2 separate regions of the Sus scrofa genome follow, and region 1 is linked to region 2. The links are chromatin contacts, called in public HiChIP or PLAC-seq maps. All regions are on one chromosome and are shown on one strand. Each heading gives the region's core, a stretch centred on a gene start, on an enhancer-like site or on the middle of the called end of the contact. The rest is flanking DNA. Distances are from core to core; before and after follow the strand shown. Region 1 has its middle 23 kb from the start of ABCC1. Region 2 overlaps ABCC1 (multidrug resistance-associated protein 1).

What was found. HiChIP or PLAC-seq counts read pairs in DNA pulled down with a chosen protein or histone mark.
Region 1: an H3K27ac HiChIP or PLAC-seq map of skeletal muscle shows a contact between it and region 2. The contact joins two enhancer-like sites. A contact is called at or near these places in 7 of 47 Hi-C or Micro-C datasets (alveolar macrophages, epiblast stem cells, fetal heart ventricle and 3 more) and 2 of 2 datasets of contacts at active chromatin or transcription factors (alveolar macrophages and skeletal muscle).

What each region holds. Positions count from the first base shown.
Region 1 is chr3:28,491,942-28,499,037 of Sscrofa11.1, forward strand. No RefSeq gene overlaps it. Among named protein-coding and RNA genes, the nearest start is that of ABCC1, 23 kb to the left of the region's middle. Within about 2 kb of position 3,825, at least 20 of the 83 cell types and tissues checked have an H3K27ac peak or open chromatin away from gene starts, as enhancers often do. A contact at or near this core is called in retroperitoneal adipose tissue and skeletal muscle, where this site is marked.
Region 2 is chr3:28,416,212-28,422,724 of Sscrofa11.1, forward strand. ABCC1 (multidrug resistance-associated protein 1) reads right to left here. Exons shown (of 30, transcript XM_021086560.1): 12 at 1,222-1,368. Among named protein-coding and RNA genes, the nearest start is that of MIR7135, 47 kb to the left of the region's middle. Within about 2 kb of position 2,555, at least 17 of the 83 cell types and tissues checked have an H3K27ac peak or open chromatin away from gene starts, as enhancers often do. A contact at or near this core is called in retroperitoneal adipose tissue and skeletal muscle, where this site is marked.

The sequences.
Region 1 (7,096 bases), core at 2,575-5,074, 77 kb after region 2:
TATCATACTAAGTGAAGTCAGAAAGAGAAAGACAAATACCATATGATATCACTTACACGTGGAATCAAAAACATGGCACAAACGATCTATCTCCAAAACAGAAACAGATCGTGGACATGGAGAACAGACTTGTGTTTGCCAGGGAGGAGCGGGGAGAGAGGGGATGGAGTTTGGGGTTGGTAGATGCAAACTATTACATTTAGAACAGATGAGTAATGGGGTCCCTCTGCACAGCACAGGGAACTGCATCCAGTCTCTTGGGTCAGAACACGATGGAAGAATAGTATGTTTAAAAAAAAAAAAAAAAGAATGTACACAAATATATGTATGGCTGGGCCTCTGCTGTAGAGCAGAACCTGAAGGAACACTCTAAATCAATTATATTTTAATGAGGAAAATTTTTTTAAATATTTCAGATGTATTTGTCAATGTGATATTATCTTATTTACATTAGATATGTCATGGAATAGGAGATAGAGTACAGAAACCATTACATATAATACATAACTTAGATGCACCATATGAATTACATCTGCGATGGTCAGGGCTTGGCAAACTACCACCCATGCGCTGCATCTGGCCTGCGCCTATTTTTGTATAACCCTCGGACTAGGGATGGAGCCCACATTTTTTTGAATTTAAAATGTAAAAAGAGACCATGAGCCTTTTGCCAAGGGTGTGGCTCAATTCTGCCTCTTGGCCTGCAAAGTCTAAAATATTTACAACCTGGCCCTTTGCAGGAAAAGTTTGCCAACTCTGGATATAGGTCAAGAATCACTGAATGCTGGCAATTTCATGAGGCATAATCTGAAGCTACTAAGTTTGCATGTGATCTTTTCTGCATCCCACCCTCGCCCCAGACCGTCGGTTCCCCGAGCGTAGTGAACGCCCGGGTTTGGTTCCTCGATGTCTCTGCGTCCCACCCCCCACCCCCGCTGCTGTGGTTCCTGGCACATGGCAGGCACTCTGCAAGGACCTGTGGAATCTGTGAGCAGGCACCAGAATGAGTCTCAGCAAACTGTAACTGGATGCAGCTAACAGGGTGACCCTGCCAGGCACGCACCCTGCCGGGTTTTAAGGACACAGAGGTAGACCAATGGAGGGATGAAATGTTCCAAAATCGACTGGGGTGATGGACGTCCCACTCTGTGACCATAACGCTGACAAACTGGACCTTTCAAAAGGGTGAATTACTGGGCATGTGAATTATGTCTCTTTAAATAAAGCTATTTTAAAAAAATAAAAATGCAGTCAGTCGATGTGCATACCTTTGTATATAGTAACACTATTGCATATAAAAAGAGTCTGGCGCTACGCTTTGCCCTTGGCATTCCTGGGTGATGGCTGACAGGTCACCCTCGGTCATAGCTCAGCTGTGGAACGCTCGTTCTGCACAGCCAGATTTCAGGCAGGGCATTGCCTATGGCTTTTATCTTGCCGTTCCCCGAGGAAAATGTGTACAGATCTCATGGTCAACACCTACCATTTACCTCTCAATAGATCACCCTGCCTGACTTTAACAAAATAAATGGTGAAAATTAAATTAAGTTAAATTTAAGAAAATGAAGATGACCCGGGGTCATTCTGACTATGTGAAATTTTCACTTTACATATGCTGTCCTTAAAACCTAACACTCTTCAGAGTTTCCTGGTGGCCTAGCAGTTAAGGATCGGGTGTTGTCACTGCTGTGGTGCAAGTTCAATCCCTGGCCTAGGAACTTTCACATGCCACCAAAAAAATACGAACACTCTTCGAAAAAAATTAATACATATACATAAATTCCACTACATTACCTCAGTAAAAGGATACATCTAGATGGAACTTGTTTGTTTAAAAAAAAATTTAATGCAATGTCTTTTCCCATTGCTATCTTGCTTATAACTAGATTATCTGTTCCCTTAACCCAAGGTTTCTCATCTTGGCACCAGTGGCATCTGGGGCCATTTAATTCTATTTATGGGGCTGTCGTTTGCATGGTAGGAAGTCTGGCCACATCCCTGGGCTCCACCCACCAGAAGCCAGAAGTATCCTTGGTCCCGCCTCCCTCCCTCCACCCCTGGTCAAAATAATAAAAATGTCTCTAGACAGTGTCAATGTCCCCTAGAGGCCAAATTGCCCTGGTTTTGATCCACTGTCTTTTTTTTTTTTTTTTTTTTTTTTTTGCTTTTTAGGGCCGCATCTGTGGCATATGGAAGTTCCCAGGTCAAGGGTCAAATCAGAGCTGTAGCTGCCAGCCCACACCACAGCCATAGCAATGGTGGATCCAAGCCACATCTGCGACCTATGCCACAGTTCACAGCAGCACCAGATCCTTAACCCACTGAGCGAAGCCAGGGATTGAACCTGCATCTTCATGGATACTAATGAGGTTCGTAACCTGCTGAGCCACAACAGGAACTCCCTTGACCCACTGTCTTAACAGTTCTTCCATCTGGTCCCACTGCTGCCACCAATACCTAGTGACTCTCAAGACCTGTCCACCTGCCCATCCACTCATTCGACACGTTTACTAAGCCCCACTTTGTAACAGGAGTGAACCAGAAACATCCACATCTGTATCCTGCCCTCGAGAAGCTTAGAACTTTGTGCAGAAGGTGGATGGGTACACAAAGAGCTAAAAGATTTTTTTGTGTGTCCTTTGTCTTTTTAGGTCCACACCCACATCACATGGAGGTTCCCAGGCTAGGGGTCCAATCAGAGCTGCAGCTGCTGGCCTACGCCACAGACACAGCCACGCAGGATCCAAGCTGTGTCTCTGACCTACACCACAGCTCACAGCAACACCAGATCCTTAACCCACTGAGCAAGGCCAAGGATTGAACCCACAACCTCCTCGTTCCTAGTCAGATTCATTTCCACTGCTCCACAACAGGAACTCCAGGCTAAGAGATTTTGAAAGCACTAGGTACCACTGAAGACAGACATATAAATGCTAAGATGTTTCTAGAAAACAGAGAAAGGTTAATTCATAGAGCAAACAGGAATAAAACTCAGCTTCCTCACCCCCACGGCAAGGACAATACTACCTGGTTTTTCAAAATCATCTTGAAGACTAAATCCACACATTACACTATTTCATCTTCACCCCCAACCCTTTGAAGCGGCTCCTATGGTTCCCTTTGCACAGAAGCAAGCAGGGCACAGAGAGGCAAAGAAACTTGCCCAAGGTGGCAGAGCCTAGAGGCCAGAAAATTCAACGCAGGCTGGCTCACTGCTGCAGGTCCTGCCTCCCTGAGAAAATACATATGTGACAACAGACAGCTCGCCAGCGGCCACTCTATTTTTGAAAGTGACTGTCATAGTTGTTATCTCCACCTGGGAACCCAGAGCAGGCTTCTGACGTAGGAGAAGTCGAAGGGGAGGCAGCCGTGATTTGCCAACGTGGAAATCAGCGGGGACGGCGTTCCAGGACAGCGCACAGCAGGACGGGCGGCGGCCGATGGACCAGCTCAGGGCATGCAAGGATGTCAAGAAGTGGAACAAAGGGACCGGCTGACAAACAGTCACTGGGAGGACAGGCTGGGCCTGAATGAGTTACTCAGCAAAACAAAACGGAGCTTCACCGGGATGACGCCCACCAGCAAGGTGCTGCCTCCCGCTCCTGCTGCAAAAGCTCCGGAGAGGGGAGTGCAGACTGTGAAACCCAGAGGGAAAATTCCTGGCTTCCTCCTCTCGATCCCTTCTTTTGAATACAGCCCAGAACAGGAAATTGGGAAAGCCACCTCATCCTCAAAAAAAATCCCCAGGTGACACCGTGCCCCGGTCCCCTGCTCCAGAGCCTCCCAACTCAAGGAGTGTTCCTGCTGGCCCACCACCCCAAGGTCTCCTCCTCTAACTGAAATCCAGACTCTGGGCTCCCCACCCGTGCAGGGCGGCAGCAGGTGGAGATGGCCCGGGAGCTGGCACTACTGCAGCGAGGGTCATGATTTGGAGGTCTAAGGCACACGCTTCGGCGTAGACAGCCTGGGCTTGAACCCTATCACCACGGCATCCTGGCTGTGTAGCCTTGGGGGTGTCCCTCCGCCTCTCTGACTTGGAGTCTCTCATCACTCACTGGACTATTACCACTCCGTGTTGAGGGGAGGGGATGGCCGCTGGGGGCTGAGCTTGCGGCTGCTACATCTATTTTATTACTGCCACCACTGTTGTTGCTGTTGTCACCACCCCCTCGTGAGGATAACAGCTCATAAAGCCATGTGCCCCAATGCTGAAGCCCCTCCCAGGAGACTTTCATCTATTTTGTCTGCAGGTTTAGCCAAAGCCATTCGACATGCTCTGTGGGAAAAGACTCCACCGCCACTGACCCCGAAGCCCCCACGAGGGCTCCTGTCAAACGGGCAGCCACGGGGACGACCAGGGACACTCCCATCACAGTGCAGGTGGCGCCACCCCTGGGAGGCTTGACTCTCGGCCAAACAGCTGGAATCCCTTCCCAGCTCTGCTACATAAGCGCTGTAGGACCTGGGGCCTCAGTTTTCCCACCTGTAAAATGGGGGTGATAAGAGTCCATCAGCCTCACAGGGTTGTTCTGAGGATTAAATGGCAAGGGTTTTGTTCAGGGCCGGGAGCTCACGAGCCCCATGAGTGTCAGTGACCATCATCAGGCTTACCAGACCCTGAAGGGCACGGTCGGGCCCCCGCTCTGGCCCACGACACTCTCTCCCGACCTCTGATGCTCCAGGATGCCATGGCCTGCCCATTGTTCTACAATCTTACCCAGCTGGTTCCCATCCCAGGGCCTCCCGCCCACTGTTCCGGATCTGGAATGCCCTTGGCCTGGCCAGCTCCTTCTCACCCACCCAGTGATGCGGGAGGAGAAAGGCCATCCCGGCTCAAGGGCCTCCCTTTCCCGTCCTTCACCCAAGACCAAATCCTGCCTGTTTCCTTCGGCGCCTCTATGTTTACGGCGCAGCTGGGGCAGGGATTACCGCCCAGACTCGAGTCAGACGGCGGGGCTTTGAAGCCAACCCTGCCATCTACCAGCTGGGTGACATCACCTCTCTCTGCCTCCATTTCCCCAACAGCCCTGACTCCAGTCCTGCTGGGATGGAATCCCTAGTATTTCTAGTTGAGAACAGTCCTCGGCGCCTAGGAAACTCCCTCCACGTCAGCGCCGTCAACCACTTCCTGTTGATTTCTAAGCGCTGCTCTTTCCCTCCCACCTGCAATCACCCCAAAGCAGGATCTCATCCTTTCAGTGCCTCGTACAGGAGGCGCTCTTTAACAACTTGTTCAGCAGATGAAAGGAGGGGTGAAGAAACCAAGCAGAAGAGCAGCCCAGAAACCAGAAACGTGAAAAGGAAAGCCAGACTCTGTCACCGCCTGTGACTCGACAATCGTTATGGGCAGAGGTCCAAAGGAAATAACTCAAACAGCAAGAAAAGGAACAATTCTCACGGGCTGGGCAATTCAGAGTGACAACCAGGAAGCTCCCAGGCACGCAAGGTCTGAGTGCACACAGTGGCAGGGGCTCCTGCTGAAAATGACCCAGCTGTCCCAAACCGAAGCCAGGGGACATCTCCGGGTGTGGAGAGGCCGCCCATGGAGACAGGCAGGCACTGGCCACCCAGGCGTTAAGCCGTCTGAGAGGGTTGTTAAGCTGCACGCACGTGAGAGAGCTCCTATTGTAGCTCAGCAATAACAAACCCAACTAGGATCCATGAGGAGGCAGGTTCAATCCCCAGCCTCGCTCCGTGGGTTAAGGATCCGGCTTTGCCGTGAGCCATGGTGTAGGTCGCAGACGCAGCTCAAGTCCCACATGGCTGTGGCTCTGGCGTAGGCGGGCAGCTGCAGATTTGATTTGATCCCTAGCCTGGGAATCTCCATATGCCGTGGGTGCGGCCCTAACAAACAAAAAATATACAAATTAAATAAAATAAGCCTCACACGAAAACGGCTCAGGAACAAGGGCAGGGACACCATCCACAACTGCCTAAGAGCTGTGATGACGGCTTGGGGAAGATCCCAAATCAAGGAAACACTTGATGCTGAAGAGGGGCGGTCTTTTTTTTTTTTCCCTCCCCTGGAAAGGTTTAGACAACCTCATAGCAAGTCCTTAAACAATCCCAGGCACAGTCTCAACCTGTCTAAATCCCTGAAACAAACCTGTCAGGAGACAGGTCCTGTGATGACTCTCCATCTTACAGACCAAGAAACAGAGGCACAGAATAAAAAGGCTTCCTGACCTGGGCCAAGGAGACAGTGTCACCCCGAAGGCCAGAAGTCAACTATGACTAATTTGAGGACCAAACTAGGAGCTGACATACTTTCTCCGTCATTGCTTCCTCCTGGATTGCTTCCCTTTGTGACACAGCCGTGCCTGCTTTGGTTCAATCGTGACGGTGATAAGGGTGGTAATAACAGCAATGGCTTAGCAACCGTAATAGTAACAGCACTTCACCGTAACAGCACCAGCACTGTAACTGAATGTTCACTCTGGAGTTCCCTGGCAGGCTAGGGGTTAGGACTCGGTACTTTCACCCCTGTGGCCCAGGTTCAATCCCTGGTCTGGGGTCTGAGATCCCACATCAAGCTGCTGCACGCCGTGGCCACACACACACACACACACACACACACACACGAAAAGCCCATTAACTTATTTAATTTCACCAGTTTATAAGGTAGGCACTACATTATCCCCATTTTGCACACATGAGAAAACAGAGGTAGAAGTGGTAAAGTCACTCTACTAAAATCACAGCTGGCAAACAGTAGAACCAGGATCTGAATAGAGGCTACACTGGCTCCCTGTGCTGCTCTTTTCCTTTAAATAACCTGACGACTGGCCTCCATGAGGCAGGGAGGCTTCGGTTTCACTGGTACTTAGCATCGGACCTACACCAAAGAAGAATTCATACACAGGAGTTCCCATCCTGGCTCAGCAGTAATGAACCCAGCTAGTGTCCATGAGGACTCGGGTGTGATCCCTGGCCTCGCTCAGTGGGTCAAGGATCTGGCATTGCTGTGAGCTGTGGTGTAGGTCAAAGATGCGGCTCATAGCCCGAGTTGCTGTGGCTCTGGCATAGGCTGGCAGCTGAAGCTCCAATTCTTCCCCTAGCCTGGGAACTTCCATATGCCAGGGGTACGGCCCTAAAA
Region 2 (6,513 bases), core at 1,305-3,804:
AAATGTCCTTAATTCAAACAGCCCAGCCGTAAAGACATGTCCGTGCAAAGCAAAGCAAACTCGAATGTGGAGGATTTTAAGAGATTACTGTTCACTTTGCGAGGTATCAGAATGGTGGTACGACTTAATGGAAGAAGAAATGCCTGCTGAAGTATTTGAAGGTGCAACACCAAGGGGTCTGGGATGTGCTTTCAAATTCTTCCGCAAAGAAAGGAGGGAATGGAGGGAGGGAGGGAGGAGGGCAGAGGAAGGGTCAGATGAAGTAACCGCGACAAAACGTGGCACCTGCAGAGCGGGCGCAGGGTGTTACCGTTTGAACTTGTTCATAATAAGAAGGGGTTTTATTAGATTTTTTTTTAAAAAAGCCTATAACTGGGGCTGTACCACCAAATCTTCAGGCTGATCTGTCTGTGGCTGAAAATAGGGTTTTCACATGAACGCGTGCAAGGCTGCGGAGAAAGGTGTGAAAAATGTTGGTAGTGGTGGTGGCAGGAAAGACAGGGTGCAAGTGTGACTGAGCGGTTTCTGTGCCTTATGGAATCTTTGAACAGATGGGGGACTCCTGGGGGTCTAGTTGGGGTTGTTCAAATCGGGGGGCTGAGGCCTACAGGTGGGTTGCAAAACCAATTCAGTGGGTCAAAAGCTGCACTTTTTTTTTTCTTTTTACAGCCACACCCGTGGCATATGAAGGTTCCCCGCCTAGGGGTCAAATCGGAGCTGCAGCCTCTGGCCCACGCCACAGCCACAGGAACTCGGGATCTGAGCCGTGTCTGTCACCTACTCGGCAACGCCGGATCCTTAACTCATTGAAAGAGGCCAGAGATCAAACCTGTATCCTCGTGGATACTAGCTGGGTTCTTAACCCACTGAGCCACAACAGGAACTCCATGAGATGCATTTTTTAAAGAAACAGGACAAGGCTGGGGAGCATGGAACAGACTTGATTAGAAAAGAAGCGGCTCAAATGTTTCAGAAAGAATCCTGCAGGGCTCATGAAAGCCCGTCACAGCAACTTCCGTTTCATACCCTCGAGTGCGTGTCAAGAAGTAAAAGGTATTTGCGTCTCTGGGGCAGGACCAGAAAACCGCAGAGGCCTCAAGGAGACCCCCCGGGGCACAATGGACGGGTCGCACAGGGAGCTGCATGGGGGGGCGGGGTTCATGTCCTTTTGCTTTGTTTCCCTAGCGCCCCGCCCTGAAGCCCCCCCAGCTTCGTGGGTACCTGCACGATGCTGCTGATGACCATGGGGAGAATATTCAGGGGGAAACGGAGGATGTTGAACAAGGCCAAGGACACGAAGGCTTTCTGGGCATCCAGGATGTTGTTCTTGTCAATGGTCACGTAGACGGCGAATGTACACAGGGCCACCTGCAAGCAGAACGCCGAGTCAGAGTCATGGGCACAGGGGCTGTGACACGCGCCCAGACAGTGAGCTGCAGGGGCCGAGGACTGGCCACTGGGAGAGGCAGAGACGCCGAGGCGGTGTCTTAGCACACAGCGGGTGCTCACTAAGCACCTGGAGGACAAACTAGATAATCAACGATCAGGAGCCAAAAGTCCTGGCCTCTCCCACCCACATTCTCCGTGGGAGACCAGACAGCCATTCTCAGGTCCCCCAACCACCAAATGTGAGCCCACCTCCGGGCCTTCATCCATGCAGTTCCCTCCGCCCGAAACCACCTTCCCATCCAGATGGGGGCTGGTTACTCCCCCTTCCGAGAGGCTGCCCTGCCCACAACAGCCCTGCTCTCCGCTCCATCCCTCTCTCCTGCTGTGCCTTTCTGCCCAGCGTCTGTCACTGCCTTCCAGTGTAAGATCATAGGTATTTACTGCCTGTCTCGTGCAGAGATGTTGAGTCTACAAAGGCAGGGACTCTGCCTCATTTGGCCATATCCTCAGGGACACGGGAAACACAGACTGAGACCTTGGATGAGTCACCTCCTCTCCCTGTGCCTCCGACATCTCGTCTGTGAGGTGGGGGTGGAGGACGCACGCCACCGTTCAGAGCTCCTTCCAGCTCGGAGCATATGGTTTTATACCCCCAGGAAAGGAACACATGGTTTCAAAAAAGGAAACCTGCAGTTCCGATCGGGGCTCAGCAGTAACAAATCCGACCAGGATCCATGAGGATGCAGGTTCCATTCCTGGCCTTGCTTAGTGGGTTAAGGAGTCGGCATTGCCGTGAGCTGTGGTGTAGGTCGCAGACGCGGCTCAGATCTGGCGTTGCTGTGGCTGTGAGTAGGCTGGCAGCTGTAGCTCTGATTGGACCCCTAGCCTGAGAACTTCCTTATGTCGTGCGTACAGCTCTTAAAAACAAAAAAATAAAATTAAAAATAAAATGTTAAAAAATAATAAAAATTTAAAAAGGAAACACATAGCCAAGGGTGCTTCAAAGGCTGTTCCCTTCTCCACGAAGCTGGACTTTCCCTAAGCCCTTGTAGTAGTCCTGGGGTTTCCCTACCAGGCAACTGGAACTGGGGTTTGGGTGAGACAGTGGCCCTCATTTCCCTCGCCAGGAAAAAAGGAAGCACCCCTGAATAATCCAGGGCCAGTCTGCCTGGCTTAGGAGGGAAGTAAAAGATGAACAGATGGCTCTCCGTGTCCTGTCACCGCTGGGGACAGGGCGGTGCCAGCTGTAAACAGAGAGGCAAACAACATCCCTCAGATCATCTGGCACACAGGCCAACGCCATCTGGAAAACCTTGGACCCCAGCAGACGGCCAAAGGCCTCCATCCTCTGTCAGCCCCAGGCTTCAAGAACCATTTCAGGTTTTCCCTCAGGAAACAAACTGCCCAGAATGCTTTTTCTTTTCCTTTTTTTTGGCTGCATCTGCATCATGTGGAAGTACCCAGGGCAAGGATCAAACTCGCCCCATAGCTGGAACCTGCACCATGGCTGAGGCAATGCCAGATCTTTCACCAGCTGAGCCACAAGGGAACTTCCCAGAACCTTCTTTTGGAGCTCAGAAAAGACAGCCTGAGAGCAGGAGATGCTGGTGTGGCCAAGAGTCTGGTGTGGCTGTGGTCTAGGGTATTTTCAGTGCAGAGATGTAAAGAGATGTGGCTGTGGTCTAGTGTGTATCTCGTGCAGAGATGTAGAGTCTGCAAAGGCAGGGACTCTGTCTTATTCGGCTCTATCCTCAGTGACACAGGAACACAGACTAGCTGCCTCATTCCTTTGTTACCTGTTAGCAGGTCATCTCTCTTAAAAAGGAAAACCATAAGCTCTGCCTGCTTACCAGCCGTGTGATCACCTCGTTCTCCAGGGGAGGCTCTGTCTGCCCATCTGTAAAATGGGGATCATGATATGCGTTTGCAGGGCTGCTGGCAGCAAGGAATCAGGCCCTTCTGTCAAGTGCTTAGCCCCGTGCCCCGGGCACAGTAAAATGCAGTAGAGGGCAGCTGCTTTATTTCTTGTTTCAGGTCCAAACTCCTTGGGCTACTTTTCCAAAGAATCTATTAACGGGGCTGCAAAAGTGAGGCGCTGGAAAGCAGATCTGCTGGTTCCTGTTCAGGTTCTGACATTAACGAGCTAGGGGACCCTGAGTGAAGGCTCAGAAGTTTTTCCAGGCTCCGCGGCCAAGAGGGAGGTCAGGTGCTCAAAAAGCCACTGACACCTGATGCCCAGGATGGCTGCACATACTGGCTCCCCTCTTCCAAGAAGCTATGACGCACTTGCCTCTTTCCCAGAGCCTCCCTTCCGTGAAAACTCTCTAAACACGTCCATATGAAGGACCAGGATTCAGCCATAAAAAGGCATGAGGTGCTGACACCCGCTGTGACAAGGACAGATCCCGAGGACCGGATGCTAAATGAAAGGAGACAGATGCAAAGGCTACACGTTACATGATCCCACGTACACGGAATGTCCAGAGCAGGCAAAGCTACAGAGGCAGAAAGCAGCATAGGGGGTGCACAGGGCTAGAGGAATCGGGGTGGGGGGGGAATGGGGAGTGCCAGCAGCTACAGGGCTTCCTTTTGGGGTGATGAAAATGTTCTGGAATGACACACAGTGGGGATGGTTGCACAACCATGTGAATATACTAAACACCATGGAATTGTACCTATAAAAATGGCAGATTATTATCTCAATAAAAATAATGAAGTAAAAAAAAATCAGGGAATTACTGTCACAGCTCAGTGGAAGTAAATCGGACTAGCATCCACGAGGACACAGGTTCGATCCCTGGCCTCGCTCACTGGGTTAAGGATCTGGAGTTGCTGTGAGCTGTGGTGTAGGTCCCAGACGAGGCTCAGAGCCCACGATGCTGTGGCTGTGTCCGGCAGCTACTGCTTCGATTCAACCCCTAGCCTGGGAACCTCCATGTGCCTCAGGTGCGGCTCTAAAAAAGACCAAAAAAAAAAAAAAAAAAAAAAAAATCACCTCTCCAAAATCATTCTATTTTACTCAGTACCAAAGCCAAAGTCTTGCATGACTCAAGCCCCAGGGCCCGACCACACTGTAAACATCCCTTCTCTGTCCTTGTCTGACCTCCTCTGCTACCATGCTCCCCACCCCTTCCTTCTCCGGTTATCGTGGTTATCGCTTCCGTGGGCAGGCACAGTCCTGCCGCAGGGCCTTTGCACTCACTCTTCTCTCTCCCTGGTCAGGTCGCTCCCCTCCAGCAGGTTAAGACTCAAGCAGCACCTTCTCAGTGAAGCCTTTCATCTTCCTGTTTAAATACTTCAAGTCCTCCCTATTGCTCTGACCAGAACAGTACGTAGGACAGTTTAACAGACTTATTTATCATGCCTTGTTTACTGTCTCTTGCAGTTAGAATGACTGAACCTGCCATGCGGGCATGGGTTTTGGTCCACAGAATTCACTGCTCTATCATCAGTACCAGGGCAGAACCTGGATCATGGCAGATGCTCAGCAGATGTTTGTGGGTAGGTGGGTGGTGGATGAGTGGGTAGAGAGGTGGATGGGTTTGCCCAAGGGCAGGAAAGATACACTCAAGGGTGTCTCTTCAGCAACAGAGAAAACCAAGCCTCAGGCATCTCACCGACAGAATATCCCGGCTCTGTTGGCCCAACCGGTGGGGTGGATGCTGGCAGAACAAGCAGTGTATCAGGAGAGAGCAACATCACGTGGCCCCTGTCAGACCCACAGCTCCACGAAGTGGAGGTCACTCATTCATCCACTGATTTTTAATGGAGCACCTACTGTGTGCCAGGCACTGCGTGAGGCAGGCTTGGAGAGCCTGAGCCTCACGGTCTAATGGGAGACGGGTACATGTCAGATGTTCTCCGGCAGGGTGTCTGGCCGTGTGCAGAGGTGGCTGGAGTTTTGGTTGGGCAGGTGGGGAGCGGGGGTTTGCTACCTTATAAAGGAAGAGGGTCAAGGATGCAAAAAAATCCTTCACAAACAAGGAAGAAGTACCCCTGCCCTCAAGTGTGAAGGATGCCTCCCTCCCTGCTGAGCAATGACTGAATCAGCCACCCCAGCCCAAAACTGCCATCTCTTTGTGAAGACATCTGTTCTTTCTGCCTGGCCAGCCTCCTTTCCCATTGCTGGTAACAACACAGCAGTTTTGCTTTGGGGAGCTGAACTTCTCCCAATCTCAGTCCATGAGCTTCAGCCACAGATGAACTGCCCACACCCCACCCCAAACTCTGACAGAAGCCAAGTGACCCAGGCCTGACCCATCCAAGCATCCCTGCCCCGTGGCCCCAGTGACTCAAGCATGCAGCCACCTGCAACCAATGAGACCCAACCCCACAGCTTTGCAGGAACTAATGGGAAAGGGGAAGCTCTCCCCTCACAGTGGAGAAAGAATGAAATGTAATTGCATGGTGAGTTCCCATCTGATCAGAAAACATCATGGGAGTTCCCATCATGGCTCAGCGGACACAAATCTGACCAGCATCCATGAGAACACAGGTTCAATTCTCAGCCTCAGTGGGTTAAGGATCAGGCGTTGCCGTGAGCTGTGGTGTAGATGGCAGATGTGGCTCAGATCTGACATTGCTATGGCTGTGGTATAGGCCAGTAGCTACAGCTCCAACTGACCCCTAGCCTGAGAAGCTCCATGTTCCGGGGGTGTGGCCCTAAAAATACACAGACAGACAGACAGACAGACACACACACACACACACACACACACACACCATGGAGAACGTAAAGCTGACAGAGAGAAAAGGAGTTATACCCAACATCATCTTTGGGGCACCCAGATCCAGCCATGCCTGAAACCCTAGCCATGCTAAAACTAGTACTTTCCTAGGTTTTTCAGTTTTGTGACCCCAAAATCTCCCTTTCTTTCTTTTTTTCTTCATTCCAGTGGCTCTAAGTTAGGTTTCCATCATTTACTAGATAGTTCCTGACTAATACAGTTGATTCAAACCTTCTGTCTGCTCATTTAGTCAGTCATTCCTCCACACACACCTACTGAGTGGGTATCACAGGCCAAGTCCCTTATGTTCTGGTGATACCAGCAAAAAAAGAGACGAGGTTCAGCAAAGAACTGCACAACAGGTAATTAGCAAATGGAATGATAATTATTCTAAAGA